2 separate regions of the Canis lupus genome follow, and region 1 is linked to region 2. A link is a contact called in public Hi-C data. All regions are on one chromosome and are shown on one strand. The core of a region is the stretch at or near the end of the contact, and the rest is flanking DNA. Distances in the headings are between cores, read along the strand shown.

Evidence for each region. A called contact is a pair of places that touch in the nucleus more often than the background predicts.
Region 1: a contact with region 2 is called in a Hi-C map of blood, with 2.8 times the contacts expected there. The contact joins the promoter of GOLIM4 here to the enhancer-like site in region 2. A contact is called at or near these places in 5 of 9 Hi-C or Micro-C datasets (amygdala, blood, liver and 1 more).

What each region holds. Positions count from the first base shown.
Region 1 is chr34:33,132,685-33,138,284 of UU_Cfam_GSD_1.0, reverse strand. It overlaps GOLIM4 (Golgi integral membrane protein 4), which reads left to right and starts at 3,987. Exons shown (of 15, transcript XM_038583819.1): 1 at 3,987-4,240. The coding sequence starts at 4,054.
Region 2 is chr34:33,086,982-33,092,458 of UU_Cfam_GSD_1.0, reverse strand. It overlaps GOLIM4 (Golgi integral membrane protein 4), which reads left to right. Exons shown (of 15, transcript XM_038583819.1): 2 at 4,819-4,893. Among named protein-coding and RNA genes, the nearest start is that of GOLIM4, 45 kb to the left of the region's middle. Within about 2 kb of position 3,423, at least 5 of the 20 cell types and tissues checked have an H3K27ac peak or open chromatin away from gene starts, as enhancers often do.

The DNA.
Region 1 (5,600 bases), core at 2,738-5,237, 45 kb before region 2:
TTAACTGAAAAATTCCACTCACAACGGAAACTACTTAACTCTAGGAGGGATCATCTATTTTCACAAATTATATACAGGCTGTATCCCCCGACTATATTTTTCTCGCCTTCCCCTATTTTGAAAATGAACACATTTTATTAAAATGACAAATTTAATAAAACTGGAAAGAATGCTAAGGTTCCCAAATGTTACCTTAGTCCTTCTCAAATGTTAGACTTTGAATCTTTAAGTTAATTTCTCCCTGCCTCAGAAATAAAACATTAAACTGGTGAAATACCTCAGGATATATTATTCTTAAATTACATATATATATATTGCTAAATATATGACATATGGAAATATAATTATATAATACTATTTTAAAAATGATAAATAAAAATAAAATAGAACTAACAGTGGACCTCGCAAGACCAGTAGAAATAGCTCATCTATTACAAGTTCTACCCAAAGGCAATGTTATGTAAATTCAATTTATAGGCCCTGGATAGCTTCCCCAATGTTGGCCTCTCAAAAGCTTTATACTGATATTTTTAAGAAACTAGCAGCATACTTCACCTTGGAAAGTAATTTTATAAAGACACTGCCATTAGTGATTTTATGTACTTCTACTTACCCTTCCTGAATTTGAAATAATGGATAAGTCCAGGTAATAATTTTTGTTCTCTTTCAAATTTTATGACTAAAATATTGAGTTGTGTTTTATGGCCTACATTTATTATATTCTGTAGTCAGCCAGCAGCTTTAGGCAAAGAATACTTTTGGAGTCTGAAATCAGATGCAAAGGAATCAGAGGTTTAAACAGAGTAATCATGTATTCCAGAAGCGTAAGAATTTTCCAAAGATTCTGAACTGCAACTAAATACTGCACACTATGTAACATGAGTAATAATTTCCCAATCCTCTGTACAATTTCTTTCTTCCTTCCTTTCTCTTTTCCCTTTGTCTTTCTTTCCCCACCCTCCCTTCCTTTCCTTCCTTCTTTTTTCAGTTAATTTTCTCCTCTAGTATTGGGCCAGGATGGTTGCTATAAAACTTCCATTTCCTCCAGAGTGGTTCTGCTAGTATTTTTGGAGAGTTTATTTAGCAGATTGTACACTGATGACGTTAGGGACTTTTTTTAGTTATGAGGAATTTTAACAAGAGTGCAGCAATTATCCAGTCTGGATTTCTAAGAGTAAAACTGAAAGAGGGAAATTTAAACAGTGGTAGACTGCATCACAAGTAAGGCTATAGACGATCTATACGACAGAACCAAATCTTACAACTTCCTTAAATCATTCTTTTTTTAAAGATTTTATTTATTTATTCATGAAAGACACAGACACACACACACACACACAGGCAGAGACACAGGCAGAGGGAGAAGCAGGCTCCCTGCAGGGAGCCCAATGAGGGGACTTGATCCCAGGACTCCAGGATCACGCCCTGGGCTGAAGGCAGGCACTAAACCGCTGAGCCACCCAGGGATCCCCTAAATCATTCTCTTTTTAAGCTAGGGTCTCATTTTAACAGGCCAGATACAACAGTTTGTTAATGTCACTTGTTTAAAAAGAGTAAGAACTTGGCTTCCATTAGGAGAAGAGATAAAATCAGCAGGACTGTCACCTGGATCTAATCCTGCTGAACTCCTAAATTTCTGCACGTTGTAGGTCCTAGAGCTATCACAGCCCCTTCAAGAAACCTTCATTTCTTTACCAAAACGTAAAGCTAATACTTAACCTGGGTGTGATAAGTGAGAGAGCATATTTATAAACGAAAGCATCTTGAACAACAGGATTACGGTTATATAATCATTGTTATATCGTGAGTTATTACGTATTAGGGAAAAGCACACGCCAGGCAAACTTAAGTTTTCATGGCAGTATAAATGTCATAGGCTAGCTGGGCCAAGGTAATGGGGTTTATTTTACGGTTGGGGCATTCTCTAATTTCAGAGTCTCCCTAAAAAAGTTCTACACCAGGGACCATCTTTAAGTCTAACTTGGCCACGCAGGTCCACCCTCACTGTCCATTATTGACGGTGATAACTGAAACCTGGTTAGAGCCTCCTAAAAACCACGCAGTGCGAAACAAATCCCAAGGCGCCACCGAGCCATTTGAGAAAACAATTTACCTTCTTCGAAGTCAGCTCAAGAGCAGAAACAGAATCTCATCATCCACGCCGGCCTCCCCCCCCCCCCCCCCCCCCCCCAGGGACGCGTGCAAGAACAAAAGCACGGTTTTCTTAGACTTTGATTTTCTTTGAAGAGGTTTGTGGTTCTCGCGTCTTACTTTGCCTCACGTAGGGAACCCCTCCCTGTGTGATCTAGCAACGTTACTCATGTATTTTTGCACCAAGCTGCCAGATGCATGAGACAAAACGTAGGCAATACTGATTTTGGAGATTAGTTTTCTAAGTTCTTCGGTTAGGAGCCCCCCCCCGCCCCCGGGGGAATGGGTGTGTGTGGGGGCACATGAGATCACTCCGTTCCCCTCGGCCAAAGGAAGCTGGTGTCCCCACGGTCTCCCCAGCCCCGCGGGCAGCCGAGCGGCAGCGCAGCGTGTCAGCGTGCCTCAGTCTCCCGACCCGCGCCCGCCGCGGGCAAGGACCCCGGGGAGCCCGGGAGGGCGCGGGCGGCTGCTCCCACCGCCCCCCTTCCCCTCCCACCTGCACCCACTGCCGGGTCCCCACGGGCGTCCCGGGTCCCGGACCCGCCCGCGCTTGCACCCGCGCACGTGCGCTCCCCGCACCTCTCCCAGCCGTAGGCCGGCCCCGGGCGCCCCGACCTCCCCGCGTGGCCCCCCTGCCCCGTCCCCACGGGCGTCCCGGGGGGTCCTGCACCCCGCGCAGTGCGCTCCCCGCACCTCTCCCAGCCGCAGGCCGGCCCGGGCGCCCCGACCTCCCCGCGTGGCCCCCCTGCCCCGTCCCCACGGGCGTCCCGGGGGGGTCCTGCAGCCCACGCAGTGCGCTCCCCGCACCTCTCCCAGACGCAGGCCGGCCCGGGCGCCCCGACCTCCCCGCGTGGCCCCCTTCCCCCCCTGCCCCGTCCCCACGGGCGTCCCGGGGGGTCCTGCACCCCGCGCAGTGCGCTCCCCGCACCTCTCCCAGCAGCAGGCCGGCCCCGGGCGCCTCGACCTCCCCCCGTGGCCCCCCTGCCCCGTCCCCACGGGCGTCCCGGGGGGTCCTGCACCCCGCGCAGTGCGCTCCCCGCACCTCTCCCAGCCGCAGGCCGGCCCCGGGCGCCCCGACCTCCCCGCGTGTCCCCCCCGCGCCCCTCGCGGGCCCCCGCGGACGGAGGGGAGGCGCGGCGCCGGGTCGGACGGACAAGGCGGGCGTCCAATGGGGCCCGAAGGGAGGGCGCGGCGGCTCGGGCGGGCCCAATGAGCGGGGAGCCCGAGGGGGACTTCCTCCCGGAGTCCCGGCGGCCGGGCTGGCGGGGCCGCGGGTGACACGTAAGTTGGGCGGGAGGCGGCGGCCGCCGTGGCCCCGGCCCCCGCCCCGCCCCGCCCCGCCCCGCCCCTCCCCCGCCGCCCGGGCCGGGGCCTTTGTTGGGCGCGCCCCCTCCTCTGGGTGGCGGCAGAGCCGCGCGGCGGGAGCGGCCGGGGCGGGACTCCGAGCGCCGCCGGGGGCAGCCGAGCCGAAAAGTGGGGAGGAGGAGGAGGAAAAGGGGAAAAAAAAAAAAATACCCAAGCACACAAGGCAGGCGGCGCCTGGGGACCGGCGCGGCCGCGGCCCGCTCGGAAGTATGCGCAGGGCGGCCCCCCGCGCCCCCGCCCGCGCCCCCCGCGCCCCCGCCCGCGCCTCGGCCCGCGCCCCCGCCCGCAGCCTGCCCCGCGGAAGTTTGGCGGCCGCGGCCCGGGCGGCGTGGACGGGTGTGCGCTCCCCCCGGGCCCCGCTTTGTGTGTCGCGTCCCCTCCCCATGCCGCGTCCGGCCGCCTCCTCCCCCCCCCTCCTCCCCCTCCCCCTCCCCCTCCTCCTCCTCCGGCGGCGGCGGCGGCGGCTGCTGAGACGCTCGCTCGGGGCGCAGCGGGGGAAGGGGCGGCGGCGGGCGGCCGCGGGGCGGCGGCGGGACTATGGGGAACGGGATGTGCTCCCGCAAGCAGAAGCGGATCTTCCAGACGCTGCTGCTGCTCACCGTGGTGTTCGGCTTCCTCTACGGCGCGATGCTCTACTACGAGCTGCAGACGCAGCTGCGCAAAGCCGAGGCGGTGGCGCTCAAGTACCAGCAGCACCAGGAGTCCCTGTCCGCCCAGCTGCAAGGTACGGCCGGCGGGGCCCCGGGGTCCGGGGACGTGACACCCGCGCCTCCCAGCTCCCCCGGCCGCGGCCTCCGAGGTCGGTCCCGCCGCGGGCGCCCGTCCTGCCGCGTCCGCCTGCGCGGCCCGGGGGCGCGCGGTCCCGGCGCGGGCGGTGCGCTCTGCACCCGGCTCGGCCCGGAGCTCGAGAAACGGGGCTGCTCGGCAGGGACCCCCCCAGCTGTGCTTTCTTTTTTCTTTTTTCTTTCTCTGAAGTGAGATTTAGCCAGGACCTGGCTGCCCAGACTAACGGCCCAGGCGCACGGAGCCCGGCGCTGCCAGTTTGCGTTAACTTAATAGGGTGGCTTTAGGGATGTTGGGAGAGTTGGAGAAGTGCACCCACGGCTACCGGGTCACCGTCCTGCAGTTTGCTTTGGGGGCTGGTGGGGGTGGCGGTGGGGGTGCAGAGTTTCTCTTCCTTGAGTAACTTTTCGTTTGTCACAGACGTAGGGGCGTGTGCGTGTGTGTGTTTTCCAGTGAGCCTGCAGAAGTCCAAGGGGAGAAACAGTTTTTTCATTTGGTGGGATGCAATGAACACAACTTGAGCAAGACCCTCGAGAAGATGCAAAGTTCCCATCCTTCTGTTCTAGAATCTCCCTGAATGTACATTTCGGAGACCTCAATGACGCTTGGACTGCAAAGCAAGCACCATGTGGTCTTAGGAGCGCAGTCATCCTATATACGTATTTTTCGAAAGCTTGTACTTGTGTCTGGTTTTCAACACTTAGGCGCCCCCCCCCCCCCCCCCGCCCCGCAACCACAAATATAATGACCGAAAGCTGTGAGTAGTGAAATGTTGACAGTCTTTGCTGATAATGCAAATAAAGCGTATTTCCTATTACTGGGAAGAGACGAGCTGGATGGATGTTGGTGTCCGTGTATGCGTGTACAAATAGAAAACAGATGCCTTTTCGTTGCTTCGGCTATTTTGAGTGTTTTCTAGTAAAAAAAAAAAAAAAATTAAAATGAGAGAAAATGACATGCGGCTGATTTGCTTGGTCTTATTTTCTCTTCCCAACTTAGAAGAAAGGGAAGTATTTTTAGCTTACTGAAGCTGCACAGCCACAGGCAGTGAAAATATGTGGAGCTGGGTTTGGTTCAAAAGGAAAACCTGTTTTGATACAGACTTAGGGGGAAAAATTTTTTTTTCTTTAAACTTGTCGAAATTTACCCATGACTTCTTGTTGGGATGCGGAATCTGGATATTTATGTATTATTTACTTAGAAGACATGAGTGGTTTCCCTGTGAAGTTCAGTGCAGTTAGACAAAGGGGAAAATTTGCCTTCCGCTACTACAAGGGCAAGACTGGATTTTTACCCTGTGG
Region 2 (5,477 bases), core at 2,174-4,673:
TGATTAGCGATCCTCCTCCTAAGTGAAACAGTAAACCTCTCTAGATAAATCACTAGCTCCAAAGCCGGGAGAATGCATGTTAAAAGAATTAAGGGCAGTGTGGGTGTATGTGTGTGTGTGCATTTTATTATTTTTTTTTTAAAGGCTTCTGAAGTTTGGAGCCGTTGGACTGATCTTTTTTTTTTTTTTTTTTTTAAGGGAAAGATTCCTTTTAAGTAAAAGGGAACTGAGATTAATATTTTATTGCCTTTCTGAGTCCCCCCTCCCTCTATGCATAATCATATATCTATATCTGTAATTACTTTATTATTATTAGAATTTAACTGTAGGGTTGAAAGGGCTCAGGGAATCCTCTGATTGCTTCCCTGGCAATCTTAAGCCCCACAGGGAGGAGAGTGAGTATCTTGGGGTGCCCCAGCATTTCCTCTGTGCCAGCTCATGTTCTGCGCACTTGGCGCAAGTGACCCACTCATGTAACCCCGACACCCGCTCACAGGTGGATGCTCCCCTTATTCACCCACAGCAGGTGAGGAAGCCGAAGCGCAGGTTCAGCAGCTCGCCCCAGAAGGCACGGATCCGGGGTTTGAATCCTGCTCTCAACCATTAGGCTGCCACCTGCCTCTTTCCCTCGCCCATTCTTTCTAGAATTTGCAATCCCGAGGGTAAATTTTCACCGACCCATTCCCTTTCCCTTATAGATCTTTTAAGGCTCCCCTTGTCATGGTTTTCCCTTCTTGGAACTCGGGGAAGGAACCCCACTTCTCCCCGCCTCTCGCCTCCTCCTCAGCCTGCAACCATTGCTGCATTTTTTTTTTGCTATTTTTAAAAATTGTTTACATTTATTCTATTTACTTATTTTTGTTATTTTCCCATTTCTGCACTCTTAAGTTACTTTACGTTGGGGTTAGAAGCGAGTGCCATGTAATAAGGGCTTGGCCAGTTCTGAGTTGGATAATATCAATAGTACAATCACCTCCTGGTGTGTACGTACATCCTCTGTTCCTGTTTATCACATCTTTTTTTTTTTTTAATTTTTTTAATTTTTTATTTTATTTTTTTACTTCCTTTGCAAAACCACATTCTTCATGCCTCAGATCTTGTTATTGATGAGCGATGCCATTTTATTCATCCTTGAATAGCTCAGGTGTCTCACGGCCTTTGAATTTTGACTGTGATCCACGAACGCGTCCTGGCTTCGTGGACGTTGTGTAGCATCTGTTTAGGGTATTTATGAAAGTTTGTAACGGAGTGTCCTAGGATTCTCTGGCTCTTGAGACAACACTGCTAATAGGATGTGGAACGTGTAAATTCCCACTGAGTGTCAGACTGTCAAGAGACGGTTGTGTGACTCAGTATGATAAATGGGCACTTTGGGCCAGCTGTTGGCACATCACCTACCTGACTGCGTCGCGGGGAAGAGACCGAGGGAGTGGAGCACAGCCTCCCACCCTCTCACTCCATCCCCTAGACTCCCTCTCTGCCTGCTGCAATCCAGTGGGCCCTCCACTCTACCGGGAGATGACATAACCCTGCTTCCCAGGGCAAAGACCATCGTTACCCACTTACCAAGTCCCATACAAGACTCCTTTGCCACAGCAAGTTTGCAAAGTGATTGCCAGTGGTTGCTGCAGTAGAGGATTGTGCAGGATTGTGATTCGTAAGTGCAGCTTTCCCCTGCCGTTACTTCCCCTCTATTCCACAGTAAGGTCTGATACTTGGGAGTTTGAGGTGGTGAGCCGTCCTCTCGAATTTGTCTTGTTGGCTCTGCTGCTGTCTTTTAAAATCACGGATGTTTCTTTCTTTCTTTTTTTTTTTTTTTTAAGATTTTATTTATTTATTCATGAGAGACACAGAGAGAAAGGCAGAGGGAGAAGCAGGCTCCATGCAAGGAGCCTGATGTGGGACTTGATCCCAGGACCCCGGGGTCACGACCTGAGCTGAAGGCCAATGCTCAGCCACTGAGCCACCCAGGAGCCCCCTCACGGGTGTTTCTAGGCTGGAATTGTTTCCCTCTAGTGGTCCTGACCTCCTTGGCAGCCCCCCAACCTCAAGACCTCCCCACACCCTCTGCCACTGCAGTTCCATTGGAAAAAGACCTTGACAGTTCTTCCTGTTGTTTCCTTTGGAAGTGGTGCACACGCTTGCTGAAATCATCTACCCCATATCCAGCTAGTGCACCACAGTTCCAGGGTACCGGGCACGTTTGTGTTCCCACGACTCTACCCAGACCTGGGAACTTTGGCCAGTGGATTAGAGGAGAGGCAGGATATTTCCTTCCCACTGGGGAGCTCAGGTGTGCCTGGGGCATCCTGTTCTTGCCTCTGGGATGTCATGATAGCACCGTCACGGACTTGTTCCCCTGTAAATGTTTCCCACCTGATTGAAATTCTCAAAGTCCATGAGCCTGCAGTTTAGGGCTTGGCTTAGTGAGGTTCTGTAGTGCTAATCTTTTCTTCCCTTGCCTTGTTCCAAACATCATTCCAGATGATACTGTTAGTACCCATTCAAGGAACTTCTTGGTTTTAGTAGGGTTTGGACACTGGCAGATGGACTTATCTGCCATAGAGACTTATTTGGGGGGAAAAATGTGATTTTTTAACAATGGACTTACAAGCAAGCTTAGAGTACAGCTACGTTTAGCTCAATTTCATACCCCCGTGCCTTCGTCCCTGTGATGTCTTCCAGAGGTGCCTGTCTCCCGTGGCACACTTTTCTATCGAATTGCTCTTCCTTCTCAAAGCCAGCCAAGAGATGACCACCTCTGAGAAGTCTTCCCTCACCCCTCTCCCATCCAGGGCTCTTCCTTGACTTTCCTTGGGCTTAAATATGCTTTTATTGTGCTAAGTGTATTTAGCTCTAATTATTTAAAATTCACCTCCCCTGTCCACTGTGTTACACTTGAGCTGCTTATGGCCAAGGCTCATGGCGATTCATTTCGCATTCCTACTCATAATGTGCTTCCAGATACATAGGGGCTCAGTACGTGCAAAGTTGTATTAGATCCTTTATAACCATAGCACTGGGGGGAAGGGGTCATCTGGCAAAGAAAACAGAACACTGGTGGAAAAAAAGACCAAGGCAGGGATTGCTGCGATGACTTGTAAGAGGCTGGGGAGGACGAGGAAGTTGAGATTGAGGCATACACCTGCCAGGGGATGACACCAAGCCAGTTTGGGTGGTAGTAGGCATTCTGAGAGTTGTGCCCAGAGATGTTAGAGGTGTGAGTAGAGATAGGGGTTGTGGTAGTGGTAGAGGGAGCCCGGAGAGTGGAAGGTTTCTCTGGGATGACAAGATGAGACATGCAGGGTAGGGAGAAGCCCGAGGGTTTGGACACTGGCAGATGGACTTCTCCCAGGAGATGGCAGGCACCCTGGGAGGAGGACAGTAGTGGCTGGCAACTGGCAGCTGTGACACTGGAGAAAGGGCAGGAGGGACAGGGCGTCCCTTCAAGTGACAAGGAGTTAGAGCAGGCGTGGGGGTGGGTGGGTGGAGTTGCTGTGACCTCGGCGCTTTGGGATGGCCAGTAGTGTCAGGCAGTTGTATGTGTTGTATCTGGCGAGTCAGCGATGGGTGATTCAGTTGTGTCTTAGGGTAGCCAAGGGAAGCCAGACGCTGGTAGATGAACCAAATGACAGGTTTGGCTTAGTTTGGCACGGGATTGAGGTCATATGTGACCATAATGCTGCACAAACAGAGGATTCAAAGCAAACACCAGAAATTCAGTTTTTGCCATTCCCCCCCTCACCCTTCTTGGCCTGTACAAACCACTCTGTGAGGTTGGGTTTTCAGTCCTGGAATGAAATCTTAGCACAGACCTGGATGCTTCTTGACATCTCAGATTTAAAAAAAAAAAAAAAAAGTATTAATAACTTGTATCCACAAACACAGTCTCGGCCTAGTAAGTATTATGTCTGGTTTAGTCCATCTGCATACATTTTATTATAGAAATAAAATAGCCATTTAATTATTTTATTCGTTCCAAAGTAAAGCTTTTCCCACTCCTCCAGCTCTTGTTTGCTGTAGATGTGAAGGCCGAGGTGGGGAAGAGTTCTGCTGAGCTCCTCGTCCCTGTTTTCCCTCTAGGACATCCAGACTACCTCTCTCTTCCCCCGGCATCGCTGGCTCTTCAGAGTAGACAGGGCAGGTGGGGACAGGCCAAGTCCAGGGGCGTCTTCCAGCCTGACCTCACTTTGCTGTTGGCTTCCTGCAGATGTGAAGCTGACGTCTGTAGGTTCTCTGTAGGGTCCCTCCCCTCTTGGCTTCTGTGGCTCCCTCACTGTGTTTTCCTTGATGTAGGGGAGACGCACGGTCTCTTTCATGCCAGTGGGGGTGCGGCCTTCGTTCAGGTTCAGATCCCGTGGACTTGGCAGCACTTAGGGGGTAGCTAGGTGGAAAAGCCCCGGAGTCTCCAGCAAACTAAGAGAGGTGGGAGCTAGAAATAGAGCTGTGGGGCACATGGTGGGAGAGGTCCAGACAGTGGACACATTGGCCCAGGAGAAGACGTGGAGCCTCGTATTCGACAGATGCTCGTATTTGAGAAGCAGGAGAAGGAGCTGGAAAAAGAAGGTGGAAGGAAGCCTCTTTCAGAGTATTGTTTTCAAAGGTGCGGACTGTGCAGAAGTCAGCTCAGAATTAGGTCTGTTGTGACTTTTTTTTTTTTTTTTTTAACCCAGAACGTGGAACTTAAACATGTATACATTTTTATTTCAATCGTGAAGACCCCAAAGTGTTTTCCTCCCTCTGTTTGGAAAATTTGATGTTATCTTTACTTTAGAGTTTCTAATTCTTTGCCGACAAATTTTAACTTTTTTCTTTCAGTTGTGTATGAACACAGATCAAGATTAGAGAAATCCTTGCAAAAGGAAAGACTTGAACATAAAAAAGCAAAGGAAGGTAAATATGAAATGCAGTTTGTGTTCTGTGTTTTTATCATACTCCTCTTTGAAACATCGCGTGCTTGCTTTACTATTTCTTTGTTGTTGTTAAGAACTTTCTCAGATCAGCCCTGAGTCAGTTTTATAAGTAGACAGAGAAAGTCAAGCAGTATGTTACGCATTGAACAATACGGTAATTCCTGCTTAAGATTGGATCCCGAATCTTTCATTCACTGCCACCTTGAGGCAGTTCATAGCATTGGTTACACATATTATATCAGAAATAAACAGCTTTAACTCTGAATATTACACACATATGTCACTCATCCCCGAAAATTCTGGCCATAGATATCCGAGAAGCAACAGCATGTGTTGCCCGGAATATGACACATTTTATACATTCATACACATACACAGGCATACAGACATTTATCTATGTTTGCAACATAACACATTGATCACATCTTATGGTGTCTCTTTTGTTTTCCTCTGCAGGGTGTCTTTTAAGTTACACACTTGTTTTTATCTTGTGAAGGCTTTTGTTGGCACAGCTGATTGGTTCAATTTGGAAAATTAGCGTCTAGCACAGGCATTGGGCAACCC